Linked DNA regions of Mus musculus: region 2 is linked to region 1. The links are chromatin contacts, called in public promoter capture Hi-C maps. All regions are on one chromosome and are shown on one strand. The core of a region is the stretch at or near the end of the contact, and the rest is flanking DNA. Distances in the headings are between cores, read along the strand shown. Region 1 has its middle 15 kb from the start of Gm33061. Region 2 overlaps Ext2 (exostosin glycosyltransferase 2).

What was found. Promoter capture Hi-C pulls out the DNA fragments that hold promoters and counts their contacts.
Region 2: a promoter capture Hi-C map of the 3T3-L1 cell line shows a contact between it and region 1, with 3 times the contacts expected there. The contact joins two enhancer-like sites. A contact is called at or near these places in 8 of 39 promoter capture datasets (the 3T3-L1 cell line, the C10 cell line, cranial neural crest and 4 more), 1 of 484 Hi-C or Micro-C datasets (the G1E-ER4 cell line) and 1 of 115 datasets of contacts at active chromatin or transcription factors (astrocytes).

What each region holds. Positions count from the first base shown.
Region 1 is chr2:93,562,135-93,568,240 of GRCm38.p6, forward strand. No RefSeq gene overlaps it. Among named protein-coding and RNA genes, the nearest start is that of Gm33061, 15 kb to the right of the region's middle. Within about 2 kb of position 3,792, at least 7 of the 459 cell types and tissues checked have an H3K27ac peak or open chromatin away from gene starts, as enhancers often do.
Region 2 is chr2:93,782,434-93,788,539 of GRCm38.p6, forward strand. The region is part of intron 7 of Ext2 (exostosin glycosyltransferase 2); the gene reads right to left. Among named protein-coding and RNA genes, the nearest start is that of Ext2, 37 kb to the right of the region's middle. Within about 2 kb of position 3,143, at least 39 of the 459 cell types and tissues checked have an H3K27ac peak or open chromatin away from gene starts, as enhancers often do.

The DNA of each region.
Region 1 (6,106 bases), core at 2,542-5,041:
GGTGGTGGCCTAGTAGGGAGTTCATTTTTCCAGCTGTGAAAGCCACTCTGTTTAAGAGCTCCCATCCAGACCCCATTCCTATGATTGAACTTGAGAGACTGTGTTTGCTTAGTGCCCACAATGAAGTGGCTCCCACAGAACCCAGAAAGCAGGAGGCCTGTGCCAGGGGATCCTGCTCACAACTGCAATTGAGCTAGACATTCGTGATTTCGGTTTAACCAAAGGCACCTCGGGTTCGCACTCCCATTCAGATGACACATTGGAGGCCTCACAGCCTGGGATTGCCTTCCAGGCCCCACACCAGGCAGCCCTTTGGGGTGTGCTGGGGGCTCTCCCCTGCTACTGTTGAGAGCAGTGAAGCTTCCTTGAAGAAGCCACTGCTCAGTCCCTCTGACCTCTCCCTCCTCATGTTTCCTGCCATCCTAGCTCAGTTCAGTCTCTCCTCTCTTCCCTCTGCCTCTCTCAGTGTCTAAGTTGACTAAGCCCTGTTCTCTGCTTCCAGTCTTTCTCTGGCTTCATTTGTCTCTTGGCCTCATTTCCTGCTTCTCAATTTCTCTTTCCTTCCCTCTCTCAAGCTTTCTCTCCCACTGTCTATCTCTCAGTGTTTCAGAACAGCTTCCTGCCTCTAGCATCGGGTGCCTCCCGGCAAACAATCCCAGTACCTACATCATTGTGGTCTCCTGCCTTTATTTAGTTCTGTGCAACTTTTACCGTTTCTCTCAGGCTCTCTCAAACAGCCCATCTCGTTACTTTTCTCTCTTCACCCCGAGCTTTCATTCAAGGTTGTGTCCTCTGGAAGGCTCAGTCCAAGGCCTTTGCAAGCCATCTTCCCCAATCACCACATCCAAGTGACAATGAGCAAGGACTAGCCCGTCCATCCAGCACAGCTCTATGGTCGTGTGCTCGCTCACCTGCTGTGGAGGGCCTTTCACTGAAGGATTCACACGTGGTTCCCTTGTGAGCCCATCATCGGAGGAAACTGAGAATAAGACATACTTAGTTCAAATTTCTGTTTTCAGAAGAGGAAACAGAAGTTCAGAGAGTTGGGTCTTCACAACCCAGGTCATATGGAGCAGTCAAGGTCAGCTGTTTGAATGTAGAGATGTGGGATTGTTTTAGGTCTCTCTATTTTATCTGTAAAATGGGGCTATCAGCTGGGAGGTGGTAGACGGAAGCCTGATCCACCAAGCACAGATGGTTGTCCACAGTAGACACCACGCAGTGGGTACTGGACTCAGCATGCTGCTGCTGTCGCTGGTATCACAGACAATGGTACTAACACTGCCCGTTGACAAGCCTTTTGCAAACAAGTCTCCATCATCTGGCCTGGTAAGAACACGCCATTGAGTCCTCATTCCTGAAGACACCTCTCAGAGTTCCCCTACCCCGCCTTACCATAGCGGCTCTCAGACCAGAGGCCATTTCAAAGGGTTTCCCCATCCTTCCCACCGTGGTCACAATAGTTCGCTCCCCATGGACCCTGAGCCAACAGAAGAAAGCAGCCCAGGCAGGAGATCAAACGTGAGTTCTGTGGAAGACAGAGGAGACAGCATAAGGGGCGAGATGGAGCGGCAAAAATAATGACTCCCGTCCAAGTTGTTTCCCATAAACCCACAGCTCTTTGAAGCCCGCTTTCCTTTAATAAAATGCACTGTTATTAATGACCCAAGTGGAAGCTTTCTGGGCAGGACAATGCTGAAGTCCCTGGTGGCCTCTGTGGGGCCTTGCACATGGGAAAGTGGCCCAGACGATGCCTCCACATGCCAAGGGCCAACAGGCATGTCAAAGGAGTTGGAGGGGCGATCCTGTCTGCACGGATGCTTATGGGTACCACTGGCATCTGGGGCTGCCACGAAGCTCTTGGGCTAATAGGGTCTGGGTTGCTGCTGCTGTCTGTCCTGTTCATGAATTCAAGATGCATTTGCTGAGGGCCTATGTATTTGGGCCCTGTGCAGGGTGCGAAGGGGAAACCACACACTTTCCTGCCCATGGAAGCTGGCAGCTGAACTCGAAATCCTTATTATATTATTTTATTTTATTTCATTTTACTTTATGTGTATGGATGTCCCACCTGAGTGTATATCTGTGTACCACATTCATACCTGAACCCCTCAGATATCAGAGGAGGGCGTTGGATCCCCTGGAGCTAAGGGTATAAATGGTTGTAAGCTACCATGTGGGTGCAGAAAATTGATCCCACATCCCTAGGAAGAGCAGTCAGTACTCTCAACTGCTGAGCTCTTTCTTCAGCCCCTGAGAACTCGTGTGTGTGTATGTGTGTGTGTGTGTGTATGTGTGTTGAGGTAATGCTTGTGTGTGTGTGTACACAGGCATGCAAGGGTATGGAGACCAGGGGTCCACCTTGGGGATTATTCCTCATCTTCACTTTTGAGATGGAGGCTCTCAATGGGGTGCAAGGTTCACTGAGTAGGCTAAACTACATGGCTAGTGATTCCCGGGCGTCCACTTGTCTAAGCTTGTATGCTGCACACTGCTGGGACTGTAAGTGCACAGTGCCACACACAGCTCTTTATGTGATTATTGGAGAGTGCATTTAGGTCCCAGCCTTTGTGCAGCAAGCACTTTATCAACTGAGCCATCTCTCCAGAGTAGAAATCACATCTGAGAAGCAGGAGTTAAGATGCTCAGAGGCCTGGAAGCTCCAGTGTAGGCATTGATACCACTTTTAGCATCCTTGTTACCATAGAGTGCATCTCCTGAACTCCTCCAGGCTGCAGGTCACATACAAGGTCACTTAATACCTGTCTGTGGCTACAACAAACCTTTAGCCGTGATCCCGCTACCCATACCTGCCTGCCTGCAAGTCAGGAGGCTGTCAAATTATGCTTCTCTGCTGCTGGTGTTGGCAGTGGCTTGGGATATGGGTTAAATGACTCCTCTAGGTCACGAGAAGTGTCATATAGGGATAGAATTCAGCCACAAGTCCTAATCCTCATGCTCTGAAGGTAGGGTCTAACACCACCCAGCCTTCCCGCAATTCCTGGAACCAGTTGGGAGCTTCTCTAACATCAGAGGTGCTGAGCACTGGAGGGCAGGCATGATGCTATGGAGGACTCACATTTAAGCTTGGAGAGGACTCTTCTCACTCTCCTCCTCCAAGTTCAGATCTTGAGTAAGCACCTCTCGTCTGAGCTCAAGTGTCCCCTCTGTGGGAGGACAGTGGCAGGCAGAGCTGGCAAGTAGTTGGCTTGTGTAGTTGGGTGGGAGCTGGGAAATCACTTTTGTTTTGTACAAGGCATGTTTATCCCTGTTTATGGGTGAGACACTGGTAGTCCAGAGAGTTGGGTTGTTGGACAAGATCACAGAGCCAGGAGTGCAGCTGCACACGTCTCTGAGTATTAGTTTGTGGGGAGCGGGGGAGGAGGAGAGGAGGAAAAGGGGAGATGGGAGGAAGAGGAAGGAGAAGAGTGAGGAGAAAGAGAGGGAAGCTAGGGGCGGGGAGAGGAGAGAATTTAGTTTCCAGTGGCTGGGTTTCATGCAAATCGCTGGAACTCTCCGCAGAATCAGGGGATTAGACAGTCAGGGTCCACAAAGCCTCAGGGGCTCGGACTCACATCACATCACATGCAAACCTCTCAGTGTGCAAGTAGGGGTTAGTTGCAGGGGCTGTTTGTGAGAGCCTTCTGAGGTGATGGGCTCCAGAGGCACGCAGCATGGACAGCTGGGAGACCTCAGAATTTGCTGTGAACTCTGACTGTGGACGGCTGAGCCTGACTACAGAAGACCCTTTGTCCACTCATTTACACAAAGTATGAAGCTCTTACCTTGTAAGGAGCCAGAGGAAGAGCATGAAGCGGGAGCCCTGCATTCCATCTGGTGAGGGAACTTCCCATATCCACACGATAACTCAGGGACCAGTGGGCTGTTTAAGAGATTCACAAATCATACAGCCTACTTACGTTGCCCTTAGTTACCCTCCAGAGGCAGAAGGTAAGTTCCTGTCTTAGTCTATTACTGTGAAGAGACATCATGACCTCGGCAACTTTTATTAAAAGAAACATTAAACTGTGTTATTATTTACAGTTTCAGAGGTTTAGTTCATTATCATGATGGGGAGTGTTGTGGCATGCAGGCTGACACAGTCTGGAAGAAATACCTGAGAGTTCTATATCTGAATATGAAGGCAGCAGGAAGAGGCAGACAATGGGACTAGCTTGAACTTTTGACACCTTAAATCCCACCCCCAACCCCAGTGACACACTTCCTCCAACAAGGTCATACATACTCCCATAAGGCCACACTTCCTAATTCCTCTCAAATAGTGCCACTCCCTGATGACCAAGCATTCAAATATATGAGCCTATGAGGGCCATTCTTCTTCAGTCTACCACAGTCTCTATTGCTGAGGACACTATACATCTTATAAATAGGTCCCAGAGTCCCCTGAATTGGAAATGACCTGAATGCCCTCGTCCTGAGAGTTAGCTTTCATGAGATCAGAAAGCATCATGCAAGCTTTCAAAGGAGGGAGGCGACCAGCAGCCCCACACAGCTTTGAAACCTATGAAGCGCATCAGTGCGCAGCAGGGCATGGTAACCCTAGGGTACAGTAGTGGCACACATATCTGGGTGGTAACCAGATGCTCTCTCCTTGGACTTAAGACCTGCTTGTTCAACAAGAGGGATATCATGACCAGTACTGGAAACATAGCTAACTACTCCATGCTAGTGAAGTCCTGGTGATTGGAGGAGAATCTGCAACCACTAATTTATTAAACCAGAATATCTCCTAGCGATCATTCATAAACCTTTGTCCTTATACCCATAGGTATGTGTAACCAATAGATAAGGACCACTACCAAAAATACAACCAATGGTGTATCCCAACAGATACATCTACAAGATTCCCCTATACCTAAGATTCAGGGACCATTGTGGAAGAGGGGGGGAGGATCAGAGAGTTTGCTGTGAGATTGTGTCTCCTGGTAACATCAGAATCTCCACCCATCAAGTCTCAACACTATGACTGCCCACATGTGAGCTGAACAAGGAAGACGCCCATGGGCATAGCAGTCTGCACAGGAGAAGATCCCACAAGACCTCAACCTCACACAAAGAAAGAACTACAGGCAACTGAGCAAAGCCAGGATCAGGAGAGATGGCCCTCCCCAGGGAAACACAGCAACTGGCTGTCCAGTACCAAACCCTGTACCAGTACCCCTGAGAAAATACAGACAAATAATGTAAAAGGACTGAACAGGTTATATTTGGGATATGCATGTGTGTGTGTGTGTGTGTGTTCATACACACACATAAATATATGTATGTAATAACAATTGATGACAGAAGGAGACTGGGGAGCCGTATACGGGAGGGCTTCAGAGAAAGAGAGGGAAAGCAGAAAGGTTGTGATTAAGCAATCTCAAAAACAAACAAACAAACAAACAAATGAACAAGGAATAATTCAGGGCCCATATCCTCAACGATTCTTTTCCTCGGGCCTCCTTCCCCTCTCCCTCATGCTTACCCCCATGTGCTTTCTACTTGTGAGCTTTGGGGCAGTGGGAGCTGCTGTCTGTCCCTGACCTTCCTGGTAACAGTAATAATTAGGAACAGCCCAGAGACCTCTCCCCAGCTCCTGCATCCCAAGGGGGCTGGGGCTGGGGGAGGGGCTGGGAGCCATGAGGCTAGAACAAAGGGCTGAAGTGAACAGGCAGAAGATGAAGCAACGAGGCCCCAGAAGGCCCAGACCCAGCCTTGATGTCCCAGCATGGGGTTTGGCCTCCCAGCTGTGGTCAAGGGGCGGGTGCCAGACGGGCACGGCTTGCTCCGGTGAGAGCCAGCAGCTGCCAGCCAACTTTCCGTGACATCAGAGCCCCGTTGAGCCAGGCCTGTGGGGGTGGGGAGGTAGCTCCACACCCTGGTTCCTCCAGCCTGAGAACCCTGGGCTAGGGTGAGATGACCCTGGGTGGGGGGAGCATGTCCTTATGGATACCCACCACCAACCCAAAAACAGCCACTCACTCTGATTATTAAAGGGGCAAATAGCTCCAACTTCCAACAGTGGAGGAATGGCTGGGTTATTCTGTATTCGCCTGTGTGGTGGATCATCCTCCCGTGATGCTCACAAGCTCTTAACAGAGAC
Region 2 (6,106 bases), core at 1,893-4,392, 220 kb after region 1:
ATTTAAATCTCAGAAGCTATACCAAACAACTGCAAATCAGTCCAAACCTTAAAGACAGGAAAATTTATTTACAGGCCCCAGTGAACTATAAATCTGAGACAGTTCTATTAAAATGCTTTTCTTGGCTTCCCATCAGATACTTGGTAAAAGTCTTTTTCCAACAAGGTTCCTAATACCAAAGTTTCAAAAAAAAGTTTTAACATACACACAGAGCAATGTTCTCCCTTAAGATGTCGATTAAAGCAGTCCTTATTTACCCTGCTTTAAACAACTGCATGGATTGGTCCCTCACAGTGTGGGGTTATATACACGGAAAAACTCAAACACAGAATACACAGTACTACTGAAAAAACATGCATTGAAAATCTCCCCCAAGTGGTAGCCCTCATCGAGGCTCTCCTATGGCCACGGGGCCTCTGGGTATCAGAACTCACTTCTCCTTTCAAAGGAAGAATTCCAGCCCAGAAAGTGCTCCCTCTGAGGGGAAGTGACACAGTAGCATTTTTCTTCTCTGGTCGTGCTGGGGTCTAAAATCAGGACCTTGTGTATGCGAGGCAAGTGTTCTACCACTGAGCTGCTCTGCCAGCCCCATATGTTCTAAGAGCAAGCTGGAAAGCCAAGTTGAAGAAGACAGCAGAGTAGCCTATCAGAACTGAAGGGAAATTGTTTCATGTGTGTATGTGTTAGCATGTGTGCTTCCAAGAATATAATATACTAGCCAGTGTGGTGGCCTTTAATCCCAGCACTCGGGAGGCAGAGGCAGGCGGATTTCTGAGTTCGAGGCCAGCCTGGTCTACAGAGTGAGTTCCAGGATAGCCAGGGCTATACAGAGAAACCATCTCGAAAAACAAAAATAAAACAAAAAAAAAAGAATATAATATACTAATTTATTACATGTATATGTGTATGTGAGAATGTTAGTGTGTTTGAGTGCAATTCTAAGAGTATAATCCTCTAATTACTTATTACATGTGTATTGTATATTTTCAAGAGTATAATCTACTAATTCATTACATGTGTACATGTGTGAGTGTGTGTAGTTCCAAGAGTATAATCTAATTTATTTCTTATATGTATATTTGTATGAGAGTATGTGTAATTCCAAAAGTATAATGTACCAATTTACTTATCATATATGCATGTGCATGTTGAGTATATGTGAAGTTCCAAGGTTATAATTCATGTGTTTACTGAGTGTATGTGTGTGTGTGTACATGTGTATAACACTGATACCATTTGGAGGTCAGAGGACAACATGCAGGAATTGGTGCCTTCCTCCTCCTCATGGATTCTAGGGATTGCACTAAGGTTGTCAGGTTTGCACACAAGCTCCTTTGCCTCTGTGCCATCTCAGGCTCTCGCTTGTGTAAAAAATAAATTCTCCATTTCACAGCTGGGGAGAGGGGTGAGAATTACATGAATTACAGCACTGACCCCAGAAATTTGCAATGACACCCTTTCTTCCTAATGTATTTCCAGGACTGTCCAGCTTGAAATATCTCAAGCAACCTCTTTGGAGAGGAGGCTAGGTGAGGTGATGGGAAGTCAGCCTGAGTGGCTGGGAATGCGACCTGACTTCATCCACAGCCCAGGCCAAATGGCCCTGGGGTCTGAGCGCATTTGTGGCAGAACAGTGTATGCCCTGCCTGCCTTGGCTGTGTAGTCTTTGGAAGATTAGTGCACGTAAAAGCTGACTCTTCCAACAGTCGATCTCCCTCCTGTAGAAAGAATCTGCTTTGTAAACTGGGGTATGCTGGGTAGGGATAATGGGCAGACTGCCAGACAACCTTAGGGACAAGACAGGCCAGCAGCACAAGGGATCCCTGGATAACACAGAGCTGGGTGGCTGAGGAGCTAGACACATGAGGGACTTGCAGAACACTTTCAAACCTGAAAGCCTAAGGGGCTGGAACAACGGCCCAGGCCCAGCAGTTAATTCCCTGCACCCACAAGGTGGCTCACAACTGTCTGTAGCTCCGTTTCTCGGGGACCTGGCATCCTCCTCTAATCTCCATGGGCCAGGCACTGGGGTGGCACACTGACAAAATATGCGAGCAAACACTCCCATGCACAAAATAAAAATAAGTAAATCTAAACAAACGAACAAAAAAGAAATATAGACCAAACAGAAAACACTGTTAAGACAAAAATGAACCAATATATTTTTTAATTATATATGTTTACCAGATTAAACTTTAATTTAAGGATTGAGGTTCCCACTAATAACAGCTTTGGAGAGATGGTATATTCGTTGATACTGAGACCGGGAATGCAGGCCATGAAAAACAAAACAAAGGCACTGTGTCCTGAAGAACTGCACCATCTGTGCAGACCCCTGCAGGGAAGGAAGCCTACAACACTTCTGGCTCTGGCTGCTCTGCTGAGAGTTCTGACCCATCTCAGACTCAAATAATTGGTGTGACACTGCCCTCCCTTCAAGGTTGGGGCATCAAAACAGCAGTGGCTATGGAAACCAAATCCTGGAATTCAATGCATGGAGATTCTGTATAAATGAGGCAAACTAGAGCACCCTCGAGTTGCTCGCCCACACATGAAGCATGTGGGCACAGGCACAGACGGGCACAGCTCTGTCTGGGTGCTGCACCCTTGGGCTTACTTGCTAAGCAGTGGCCTGTCCATCCCCTACTCAGATGCCACCATCCCCAAGGCTCCCCTGCTGCATACAGATGTGGCATATCTCCTAGGCAACCACAAACTACAGTGAGATGCAACAGAGCAGAGACTCGCTGCTTCGGTTTTCCTGAGTGCTGGCGACCTGAGAGAAGACAAGATGGTCAAGCCCTGCCGCCTCGAAGGCCTCTGGTCAGCTGAGTACAAAGGCGAGTTCAAAGGCGAGGCAGGCTCCTGACTTCCACCTCCTAGTGTTGCTAGGGTTAGAGGTCACCGCTTGTGGAGCCACTGAGCAATAAAACAGTATTGGGAACTCTGCTCGACAGATAAATCAGGGGTCCACTTACACCTTTCCCCCTTCACATAAACATTTCTAAGCAGCCAGTCCAGCGTCTCCCCAGCCTTCGGAGACAGGAGACTGCATGCTTTCTCTGGTGACTCCAGGGAGGCTGGGATATGAAAGTGCCATTTGACTGTAGAGAGACACTTAGCTGCAAACTTCCTCCTGCCTTTAACATAACAAAGCTCATCTTTAAGACCTACTGGGAAGGCTGCCTCCCAGCCAACCTGCCTGGCAACTGCTCCTGAGTCTGTTTGAGCTTAGTGTATTCTAGAACTTGAACACCATCTTCCCAACCAGCTCTGTGGGTAAACTGCACCCCAAGATGACTTTTGCCCTTGTAACTAGGCACAAAGCCTTACTATGGCCCATAACCCCCCCCAAAAAAAACAATTAGGGCTTCAATAAATCAATTAACTAGTTAATTAGCACAGGGTACAATAAAGTTCAAGTGAGAGCCAGCTCCCATCCACTAACTGAAGAGATTGCTTTCAACATCTCTCCTGAAGCCACGCAGGTCACAGCTAGACTTCCCAGTGCTGTGTTGTTCACATTGCTCTCGGGGATTTTTCAGAATTATCTGCCGTGGGGCTTCTCTCTGTTATGGTCTTCTTCATAACAATTGGCTTCCTCATAGCTTTGGCTCAGTTAGGGCAGGAGCTCTGTCCGTAGGTATAGCCGCTCCATAGCCCTCTCCTTTATGCCAACAGTAACGGTTCCGATGATAATGACTATACAACACTCAGATCATAGCCTTTCTTTTATATTTATATTCAGTTAGTTTTAATCCACCTCCCCCTCAGTGAGTGCGTGAATGCATGCGTGTGTGTGTGTGTGTGTGTGTGTGTGTGTGTGTGTGATGGGTGCTGTCCCATGTAGCGCAAATGCCTGCACTGTCACTTGAACAAAATGGTCTCTAGAGAACAGCAGTGAGGACTCTGTCCCTTGAGAAGCAAGCAGTTCCTGGCATTGGGGATTTCTCACAGACTTAAATCCCTGGCAGGAAAATTAGTCACTTAAAAGTAGAGGGAGACCCCTGCTGGCGATAACTGTTCCTGCATCTTGTTAAGCTCTTGCTCTAATTCTCTCAGGATAATGTCAGGCCCTGGTGTCAGTTAATGCTGACCTCTCACCTGGCAGGGAGGTAGGAGGCCCAGTGACTGTTTTCTCCACAAAGCACATGCCTAGATTACAAAGGGACCTGAAGCTGCGCTCCTGCTCCTGGGGAGGAGCCACTGAGATGTATGAGCAGCTTTAACACTGCAGTCAAGGTGACGCTCAACTGACAGGTGTACACAGAAGGCAGCCAAGGTGCCGCTCAACTGACAGGTGTACACAGAAGGCAGTCAAGGTGACGCTCAACTGACAGGTGTACACAGAAGGCAGCCAAGGTGACACTCAACTGACAGGTGTACACAGAAGGCAGCCAAGGTGCCGCTCAACTGACAGGTGTACACAGAAGGCAGCCAAGGTGCCGCTCAACTGACAGGTGTACACAGAAGGCAGCCAAGGTGACACTCAACTGACAGGTGTACACAGAAGGAAGCCAGGGTGACGCTCAACTGACAGGTGTACACAGAAGGCAGCCAAGGTGACACTCAACTGACAGGTGTACACAGAAGGAAGCCAGGGTGACGCTCAACTGACAGGTATACACAGAAGGCGAAGGCAGCGTGTGCAGTTACAGAGCAGTGTACACCTTGGTGAGTCTCCCAAAGACCCAAATGTAAAGGCTTGGTCCTCAGATGGTGGCAGTGGAGAGCACTGTGGCCTTTAAGGGGTGAAGTGCAAGGGGTACTCAGAGAGGGCGTGCCCTGAAAGGATGCTGTGGGGCTCAACACCCCCCCCCCATCTTGCTCTCTCATGACCACTTACCCCATCACATGTCCCTACCATTAACATGGGAGACCAAACCAGTGAGCTGACAGACATTAGACGTGAGCCTCCAAACCTTCTTTCTAAGCTCCAGGACATCTTTATAGTGACATGACACTAATACTCTCCAAACTGAGAGGTGACATATTATCAGTGGAACTAGTGGATCTCAACTAAAGCTGACGTTCTCACTAAGGAGAACTTAGGGCAATGACGAGGGATGCTGGAAGCTTTACCGCTTGCAGGAGGGGCAGGAGGCGCAGGTGCGACTGGTGTGTAGCCAGAGCTCAGTTTTGTCAGCCTTTATATGGAACTGGGAAATTAAGCCAAGCTTGTTACCTGGGACCAGTCCAGCTCAGAAATGGGGTTGGGGGAGGGAGGAGACAAAAGAGGCCACTTGGGGAACACGAGCCCTGAGGAAAGGCAGACAGGCTGATGTTACCCTAGAGCACCTGGGACAGTTGGGGAACAGTCCCAGCTAAATGAACTCTGGGAAGCAGGGGAGGGGTGAGAGAGCAGGCAGAGGAGTCCCAGAGCTGATGTGAGGGGAGGGCCCACCAGCAGAAGTCAGGGCCCTTGTGACTTGAGGTACTCAGAGATGACCTCTTAAATATCAGGGCTGGCTGGGAGGGTACTGCTCCTGCCAGAGACAAGCCTTCCACGGAGTTAAATGGCTGTCTAGAACATGCAGGTGACTCAGCTAAGCCTTCATTCCATAGATGATAAAAGGAAAGCTTAGGCCGCTCCGTGCGGGGATGGTCACACAGTTAGCACGATGGAGCCATGGCTCAGCGCAGTGCTCAAACTCAATAACCAAGGAGCAGCGTGCTTTCTGTGCCCTTCCCCTTCCTTCAGGTCATCTCAGCTGTCCCAGTGATGCCATGCCCACCAGTGACAACCTACTGGAAGCCAGGCTTGTCCCAGGCAGGCAGCTCCCACCCTGATCCTGCCGAGCAACTGCACCACACTGTGGGCTGTCAGGGGGCGCTCTGTTCCAGAACATAAGTGATGCCTCTCAGCATGGGGCTGGCAGGGCAGAGGGGAGACTAGACAGAACGGCTCACCTCCCCAGGCCTAGCTTCTTCCTAACATTCCCATAGAAGAATCTTACGTGAGGTGCAATTTTATTTAGTGGATGATTCTATAATTAACCTAGTAAACGAAGATACCATCAGCTAGGGTGTGGAGGCAATGCTTTCCACCCCAGCACACTGGAGGCAGAAGTGGGTGGATCTCTATGAGGCCAAGGCCAGTCTGGCA